Linked DNA regions of Sus scrofa: region 2 is linked to region 1. A link is a contact called in public HiChIP or PLAC-seq data. All regions are on one chromosome and are shown on one strand. Each heading gives the region's core, a stretch centred on a gene start, on an enhancer-like site or on the middle of the called end of the contact. The rest is flanking DNA. Distances are from core to core; before and after follow the strand shown. Region 1 overlaps ZC3H7A (zinc finger CCCH domain-containing protein 7A). Region 2 overlaps CLEC16A (protein CLEC16A).

Region 1 (4,428 bases), core at 1,170-3,669:
GCGAGCCTGCTCATGTTCAGGGCCTCTGCCATCTGAAAGCCTTTCTCCAAGTTACTCTGACTTTTGCTTGGGGGCCCCTGTCATGCCCTGACGTCACTACACCCATTTCCCTTTCCAGCCCTTAGATAACTGTCAGGGTTTTTTGCCAGTAAAAATGGTGGTTGGCACCATATTGTCCCCAATTCTTGATTGACTGTAAATCCTGCCAGTTTGGGAGGATGAAATCAATGTTAAGTGAGAGAGAATCAATTACTATAGAATGTCAACTCTAGGGAGGGTGACTGTTGGAAAGATATGAACATTCCAATGAATGTCTGTATCCTGTTGCCGGGGGTGCTCTAGAAGGGCTTTTTAGAGAAAGTGTGATGTGTGGAGACTTGATTCCCAAATAATATCTCGAATTTTTTTTTTTTTTTAATGAAAATGCTTTTTCTCTGGGATCTTATGATCGGAAGTTAAATTTGTTTTCTCCAAAGTGTGAAGTGTTTACATCTCAGAAGGCAAAACTTTAGATAGTATTTCTAGGGGGGGAGAAAAACTTTAGATAGTATTTTTAGTTGGGAGAAATAGTAAAACATTGATCCAGAAGTTAAAAAATGTATGCTTGTGACAGTACATCTATTTTAATTCACACACACACACACACGTGACAGAAGCATATTAAGTGAGGTGAAAATTTCCTCTGATGTAAAGAAACCAGGCTACTCATCCTTATTAGGTTTTGCCCCAACAAGACATTTGGGATTTAATTTCGTTGGGAGTTTAGCGATGTTTTGTTCATCGGTGCATATGAATTTCCCATACCTTGTGAAGCCTTAGGAACCATGTGATGGAGGCAGTCAGAGAGAGGCTGAAAGTTTTGTGTTTCACAAATAAGAAAGTGGAACCTTTGCATGTTATTAGACTCCCGGAGTCTGGAGCAGGATATTTATCTGGCACTGCAGAACCTCCTCTGTAGTCACCGACCCAGGGTCTGGGGCCCCTGGGCGGACGGTCTGGAAAATTTCACGTCTTTCCTGTTCATCTTCCCTCCCAAGCGGAGTTCTTGTGTGTGGTGAGCTCTTTCCCGGGCCTTCAGGGGGCTGGGCTCCTTAAGAGGCACCCTGCACACATCTGAGGGCAAGTTCAAAGAGCAAAGCTCCGGGGCGGGCGGAGGTGGGGTGGCAGAAAGTAGGAACATGCTTCCTGAAGGTGTTTCGCACAGCCTTCATCCGGAGGGCTTCTTTCTCCATCAAGGGGAAAAAGTGTCTCATCAAATATCCAGCAGGAGAGTCCGAGTTTCAAGAGGGCAGTGGAACGTTGTAGGGAGAACCAGGTAATGCGGGTTCGCTCCCTGGGCATGTGGTCTCTGAGGGGTGAAGTGTATCCTGCTGCTGCCGGAAGAGTTCCCACAATGAGCTCACACTGTTGCAAGCTGGCCTGGACCCAGCTGTTACTTCAAGCGCGTTTGTTTGTTTGTTTGTTTGTTTGTTTGTTTCTGCCATTTCCAAGAGAGGCTGGAGGCTGAGGGCCGCATTTACTACACGTGGGTACTCATAATAATGTCTCACCTGAAATTTAGGACTAGCTTCTTAGGGAAAAATACAAGCCCTGGGCCCCATGCCCTGGGGCCTCCTCTCTGGTCCTGTGAGAGGCTGTCTTGGCCCGAAGGCTGTTGAATATTCATTCCTCACGTCTACACCCATGACGTCGTGGGCGGATTCCACATGGAGATCATCCCTGGACTGCTGTCCTAACTCCCCGCGTCCCTTCCACTTGTCCAGATTGTCTTAAATTACGTCCCTTGCACACGTCATCGTGTCTGCCTGCGTGTGCAGAGGCCTGTGTTTATTCTGTTCCTCCTGAGTGGCTGTCAAGTGCCCACCTGTCTGCCAGAGCTGTATTTGTCTTGCCCAGCCCAGCCCAGGGCCAACTCGGACGAGCTCGCCCCGCTCCAGGCAGCACTGGCACATGCAGGGCAAAATAGCTCCGTGGATAAGAAGGCAGGCTGGGCGCCAACCCGGCCGGCTCGGCCACTCCCAAGCTGTGTGACCTCTGTGACTGCGTCACCCCTCTGTGCTTCGGCTTCCTCCTACACCCACCTCCTAGGCTCCTCGGGAGGATCAGATGCTTTGACCCACGTAAAGCACTTAGAAGAGTGTCTGGAGTGCAGGCCGAGCTGGCCGTGTTTGCCGTTCCTTCTGTCCCTACCGTGTGTTGTAGTCACATTTCTTTGCCTTGTTGTCCTCTGCTAATGGGAGCTGGATTCTCAAGTTACCATGAAAGGCCAAACTTTCATGGTTTTGCATTCCGTGGTTCAGCATCGGACTAGACTTGGCGCTAATGGGTTTCGCCGAACAGGTGCTGAACCAGTAGTTAAGGGATTATGTAGACCAGAGCTCTGCGTACCTTTCCTTCTGTAAAACTTCAGTGAGTAACAGCTGATTCCAGAAAGGTGACGTGTGTTCCTGCCGGCGAGAGTAGTTAACTGAATGAAATTCCGATCTAACTGAGTGTCTTGCTTTAAAAAGTACTGTTCAGAGTTGCACCCCCCCCATTTCCTTTTCCTTTAAGGCAGAGAGGGTGTGTCTGAGTTGCTTTTCCCCTGGTGGGGTCAGTGGCACTCGTTGCCGCCCCAGCTTTGGAGGTCACTTACTGTCGCTGCCTCCTGTTGATTCCCACTCTGTGACTTCCTCACCACCTGGCTCGACCGGCCTCCGAGGCCGGCTCGTCTCCTGTCACCTCCTCTGGTGCCATCCTTTGGTTTGTCGTGCTTTTGACATGGGACCCCTTCATTCAGTCTTCCTTCAAGGGTTCATTGACCTGGTCCTGGAGCATGTAAAACAGCCAGGACGAAGGACAGGGACCCCTGGAAGGGAGCAGGGGTAGGAGCGGGGTGTGGTGACAGTAGTGGGCTGAAGGCTGGCCTCTGACATTGAAACCAAGACCCTGGGTTGACAGGAGCCAGCGCTGGCAGGGCCTCCTCGCCTGCCCGCTCGCGTCTCTCACAAGCGACCTATCTGGATCTGTTTCTTGCCTATCAATAAAAGAAAAAAGAAAAGAAAGGAGCCAGCCCCGCGCAGATCTAGGAAGAGTGTCATGGGCAGTGGGAACAGCAAGCACTGGGTCCCGGACACAGAGCCCTTGACTCATTCCAGGAACCTACAGGAAGACAGTCAGGGCGACAGGGCCTGGGTGGTGCGTCATGCTGGGGAGTCTGGGTCCCATTCTGAGTGCCTCTGGGCCGCCAGTGGAGGATTTTCAGCAGGGCTGTGACAACCGATCTGTGTTTGTAGAGAGCATTCCTTTCAGTTCCATGTGGGAAACAGATGGGGGAGGGGATGGAAGCTAAGGGCAGAGCAGAGAGGAGGCTCTGGGGACGTCCACGTGCGACTCCGGCAGAGGGGGTTCTAGAGCTGTCAGGCTTGGGGTGCCTGGCATGTCTTTGACAGTATCACCCATAGAGGCTTTGCCAGTGGATTGGTTGGATGTGGTTAAGAGAAGGAAGGTGACTGGTTTGAGCAAATGGCCAGAAGGTGATTTCATTCTGAAAAGGTAAGTTTGATCAAAGGGTTAGGCTTGGGAGGAGGGTATAAGATTGGGGGGCATTCCAGATAGAAATGTTGAGTAGGAGTTCCCGTAGTGGTGCAGTGGTTAACGAATCCGACTAGGAACCATGAGATTGAGGGTTCGGGCCCTGCCCTTGCTCAGTGAGTTAACGATCTGGCGTTGCCGTGAGCTGTGATGTAGGTTGCAGACGCGGCTCGGATCCCGCGTTGCTGTGGCTCTGGTATAGGCCGGCGGCTACAGCTCCGATTCAACCCCTAGCCTGGGAACCTCCATATGCTGCAGGAGCGGCCCAAGAAATAGCAAAAAGACAAAAAAAAAAAAAAAAAAGAAAAAAGAAATGCTGAGTAAAGGTCACAAACAGGGAGTTCCTGTTGTGGCTCAGCTGGTTATAAACCCAACTAGTATTCACAGGGATGCGGGTTCAATCCCTGGCCCTGCTCAGTGGGTTAAGGATCCGGTGTTGCCGGGAGCTGTGGTGTAGGTTGCAGACGCGGCTCGGATCTGGTGTTGCTGTGGCTGTGGTGTAGGCCAGCAGCTGCAGCCCTGATTTGACCCCTAGCCTGGGAACTTCCATAAGCCATGGGTATGGCCCTTACAAAGCAAAAAAAAAAAAAAAAAAAAAAAAAAAGTCACAAACAGACCCAGAATTTTGAATGGGGCTTAAACATGTCAGTGTAGAATCGAGAGCCCTTTTGTAAATGGTGTTTGGGCAATGGGTAGCTCTTTGGGAGGGAAATGTGTGAGAGTGTGTGTGTGTGTGAGTGTGTGTGTGTGTGTGTGTGTACGTACCCTTACATTACTCCTTACAGTAAACTGGTGGATCCAGTTAAGAAAAAAAAAATTAATGAAACCACGAGCATAGGGGAAGACATGGAGCGT
Region 2 (4,275 bases), core at 232-2,731, 790 kb after region 1:
CCAGATCTTACAAAGCTGTCACTCTGGGGCAGCGCTTCTTAACGGACTCAGTCTTTCCTTAAGGGAAACATATGGCAATGTCTGGAGACATTTTTTGCTCATCACGACTGGAAACGGGGTGCTGCTGGCATCTAGTGGGTGGAGGCCAGAGATGCTGAACACCCTACAACACACAGGACAGTGCCCCCCCCAACAAAGAATTACCCAGTTAGAATTATCTAGATCAAGAGCATGAAATTGGAGAAATCCTGCTCTGGAATTATTCATCACCATCTTAATTTTTTTTTTTTTTTTTTTTTTTTTTGTCTTTTTGCTATTTCTTGGGCCGCTCCCGCGGCATATGGAGGTTCCCAGGCTAGGGGCCCAATCGGAGCTGTAGCCACCGGCCTATGCCAGAGCCACAGCAATATGGGATCCAAGCCGTGTCTGCAACCTACACCACAGCTCACGGCAACGCCAGATCCTCAACCCACTGAGCAAGGGCAGGGACCGAACCCGCAACCTCATGGTTCCTAGTCGGATTCGTTAACCACTGCACCATGACGGGAACTCCTTTTCTTTTTCTTTTTTTTTTTTGTGATCTTTTTTTTAAATCAGATTTATTGAGATACTTTACATACCAAAACTGCACCCTAAGTATACAATTCAATGCTTTTAGTGTATTCACAGAAGTGTCCACCATCACAGCCAATTTTAGAACATTTTTATCCCCTCCCCTCAAAAAAAAGCCCTACAGTCACAGGTAGTCACCTTCCATTTCCCCCGCCCCAAGCCCTAGGAAAACACTCATCTGCTGCTTCTATGAATTTGCCTATTCTGGGCATTTCATACAAATGCCATCAGACAATATGTGGAACCTTCCAGAGTGTGGAAGTCCATATTCCACCTACATGTAAGGGTTAGTTTTGTTCGTGTGTGTGTGTGTGTGTGTGTGTGTGAGTGTGTGTGAGTGTGTGTGTTTTTCATGAATGACAAAGGCATTTTCCCCCAGGCACCCTGTCACCTAATAGGCCCCCCGGGGGGTCACTTACTCCTCATCTGTCTGCACACAGTTATCGAGTTCGATCACGTGGCTCCCAATGAACCAGACCAGATTGGAAAAGTAAGGGACAGCGGTCTTGTCTCTGATATAGTGCAGCATGGCCTGGTTATCCACTGAGAAAAGGCACAAAAGAAGAAAGACAAGAAAGTCAAGCTACTAAAAATAACTTGGGGGAGATTAAAAAAACAACAACAAAACAAAACCACAATGAAAAAAGCCCTCGACTATAATCTGACTCTTTCTGTCTTTCCTGGAAGTACTTAAAAATGGTTACCTTATTCAGAAAACTATACTCAGCAAGGCAGTTTCATGCTATTTTTATAACTGATAACATTAATTGGGCTAAACGTTAACAGTGCAGTAGATAGCCCACTTAGCAGCAGTACATTTAAATAGTCTGCAATGGAAACCACTCCATTCTTAAGCAAGCTTCCTGTATTTTCATGTAAGGACACGTTAAGAAAGCGGAAAACCAGAAGTTATTAACTTACATGACACTGGAATAAGGAACACGGGAATCGTCATTGAAGGAAAGGCAAAAAACAGACAACAGTTAACAGGGTTAGGAGCTGGGAGGGGAGGCAGCTGCTCAGGGGCAGAGGGCTGGGGCAGGAGAGACGCGGCTTAGAGGACAGAGAGCAGGCGGCTACGGTGGTGGCGGCAGTGTCGGGACTGGGGCTCAGACCAGGTCGCAAACACAGAAGCCGTGGGCTGGCCAGGGACTCGGTGAGACACTGGCAGGCCAGGCGGGTACAGTGGGGAGCACGGGCCTCCACCCCAAAGGTAGCAGCTGCTTCTGGCGCCAGCTCAGCACTGCCCTGCGGCCCTGGAGAGCCACATCTACACCTTCAAGGCAGTCATCTGAGACCTCCCAAGTTTTAAATACTGACAACTCTATCTTTTATCAAAAAATATCTAAGCCGCATAAAACCTGTCTGAGAGCTGGGTTCGGCCCTCAGGCCCTGAGTTTGCGACCCCTCGAGGCTCTTAGAAAGGCTCTCCAATTTAAGGCAATCCCAATCCCAGAACTAGGCTGGAGTGAGTTCCCGAGGAGGAGTTCCCGCCCCCTCCCAATTAGGGGGCGTCTCAAGTAATCACCTCGTTAACCCTCAAAAGTCAAAGCATCTGGTCCCTGAGAAAATGGGGTCCCAGCTCCAATGTGGTGACTACATGGGAAAGAACCCCCGTGCTGGGCAGAAAGGCCGTCGCCTTGGAGGGCAATTCCAGCCAGCCTTTGCGCTGGGGCGGGCAGGAGGCCCCGGAAGGGCTTTCTCCTGGAGGCAATGATTCCATTCAGGCACTAAGTGTTTCTTGGAAGAAAGGAGGAATTTGTTGTTGGGTTTTGCAGCCGGTTGAGAATACAAGACTGCCCCCTGCTGTTTGGGATGTGAAATGCTTTCACACATTATTTAAAGATCACACAGCCCCTGGCTGTACTGAAGTATATTTTAGAGGCTGAGGGGCAAATATTTCAATCTCACAATTCAAAGACAGCTTTGCTTTCTCTAATTATCCTGTGGATGCTCTTAGGGTACTATGACTTGTACGTATCAGCATGGAGACTTTCACGCACAGAACTAAGTGTGCGCAGAGAAGGCAGTATTCGTGCAAATGGGGTAGCTGAACGTTCGGCCAGGAGAACTTTTTGTAAGGCATGCAACCTCTGCTATAATAAGCGAGCTTCCTGTTACCCCGAGAGAACAGTTGGTAGGGACCCACGAGAGCAAGCACTGCTGTCAAGTTAGGAAGCCGAGGCACGCACGCACACGGAAACTTACCTTTGTAGACATTTAAAGTTATGGTTCTTACAGCAATTCTAACCATGCTTTCAGGGTGATTGAAAAATTTGATGGCTTCTGTGTACAGGGCGAAGTCGTTAGTGTGCTAAAACACAAGAAGTACCGAAAATCAGTTATAGACACAAGTCAGGCCTGCCCCACTTCAGCGTGGTGAATCTTATCAGAGGCCTCGGTAAAACACAAAACAAACAAACAAAACCAGAAGGGCCACATGAACCTCAAGCCAGTGGTTCATTCCCAGTGGGGCATACGGGAAGGGATGGGAAGGGGAGACCATGGAAGAAACAGAAATGGGTCCAGACAGCACCAGGCCCGGGTTCACGGTCTGTCTGACCACCTCCTAGCTGTCCGATGAATGCCTCTAAGCCTCTATTTCTTCATCTATAAAATGAGGATAATAATTCCCACTTCACGATTGCTAGGATTAAATGACATTAACGAACTGTTGGCAGCAATGCTAGTTATTATTAATAGATGCCACTGCAATGAATAAAATGCAACACAAAGTTTTACTACCTTCAGAGACTATTAGCTACCATATATTTCTCTATTTGAAATACTAAAATTGTAAACACTGTCATGCAGGAGGAGGGTCTCGGGTATCTTCCACCATTAAAAAGAGGTCATCAGGAGTTCCCGTCGTGGCGCAGTGGTTAACGCATCCGACTAGGAACCATGAGGTTGCGGGTTCGGTCCCTGCCCTTGCTCAGTGGGTTAATGATCTGGCGTTGCCGTGAGCTGTGGTGTAGGTTGCAGACACGGCTCGGATCCCGCGTTGCTGTGGCTCTGGCGTAGGCCGGTGGCTACAGCTCCGATTGGGCCCCTAGCCTGGGAACCTCCATATGCCGCGGGAGCGGCCCAAGAAATAGCAACAACAACAACAACAACAACCAAAAAAAAAGACAAAAGACAAAAAAAAAAAAAAAAGAGGTCATCAGAACAGATTAAAACAGTTTAGAACCTGGGACCTCCACCAATGGAGCCCCAAGGGGAAAGCTCACGGTGGTGTGCTCTGCTGCCCCCTGCTGGCCAGTTTTCCACGCGGCTCTGGGCAAGACTGGAGGGCACCCCAAGCAGGAAGGGCAGGGGGAAGAGGGAAGGGGCAACTTCCAGGGAGGAGACACCTGTCTGACGAGGGCAAAGCCACTTAGAGCACTGGAAGCAGGTGTGCACATAACGCGCGAGCACTGGCCTGCAGAAAAGGAAACCAAGGCGCCTCAACCATCGAGCTCCTCCCACTCCTCTGGTGATCAGCTGGATGTTCTTCCAGAAGCATGCTGGCCCCATCTCCCCGCTGCTGGGTGCACAGAAGTCCGGCTACATCTACATGGAGGGAGAAGCTGGCCCTCTCTCTGGTCTGAATTTTGCAGATGGGCTTCTTCCACCCAGGGGAGCCTCAGGGAAAAGGTGGGCAGCACCTCTCTGGTCTCTGGA

Evidence for each region. HiChIP or PLAC-seq counts read pairs in DNA pulled down with a chosen protein or histone mark.
Region 2: a contact with region 1 is called in an H3K27ac HiChIP or PLAC-seq map of alveolar macrophages. The contact joins two enhancer-like sites. A contact is called at or near these places in 1 of 5 promoter capture datasets (fetal liver), 4 of 47 Hi-C or Micro-C datasets (alveolar macrophages, embryonic fibroblasts, mesenteric adipose tissue and 1 more) and 2 of 2 datasets of contacts at active chromatin or transcription factors (alveolar macrophages and skeletal muscle).

Annotation. Positions count from the first base shown.
Region 1 is chr3:31,334,157-31,338,584 of Sscrofa11.1, forward strand. The region is part of intron 1 of ZC3H7A (zinc finger CCCH domain-containing protein 7A); the gene reads left to right. Among named protein-coding and RNA genes, the nearest start is that of ZC3H7A, 3.9 kb to the left of the region's middle. Within about 2 kb of position 2,420, at least 43 of the 83 cell types and tissues checked have an H3K27ac peak or open chromatin away from gene starts, as enhancers often do. A contact at or near this core is called in alveolar macrophages and fetal liver, where this site is marked.
Region 2 is chr3:32,124,185-32,128,459 of Sscrofa11.1, forward strand. It overlaps CLEC16A (protein CLEC16A), which reads right to left. Exons shown (of 25, transcript XM_021086617.1): 5 at 2,821-2,926; 6 at 1,534-1,539; 7 at 1,032-1,155. Among named protein-coding and RNA genes, the nearest start is that of CLEC16A, 32 kb to the right of the region's middle. Within about 2 kb of position 1,482, at least 19 of the 83 cell types and tissues checked have an H3K27ac peak or open chromatin away from gene starts, as enhancers often do. A contact at or near this core is called in alveolar macrophages and fetal liver, where this site is marked.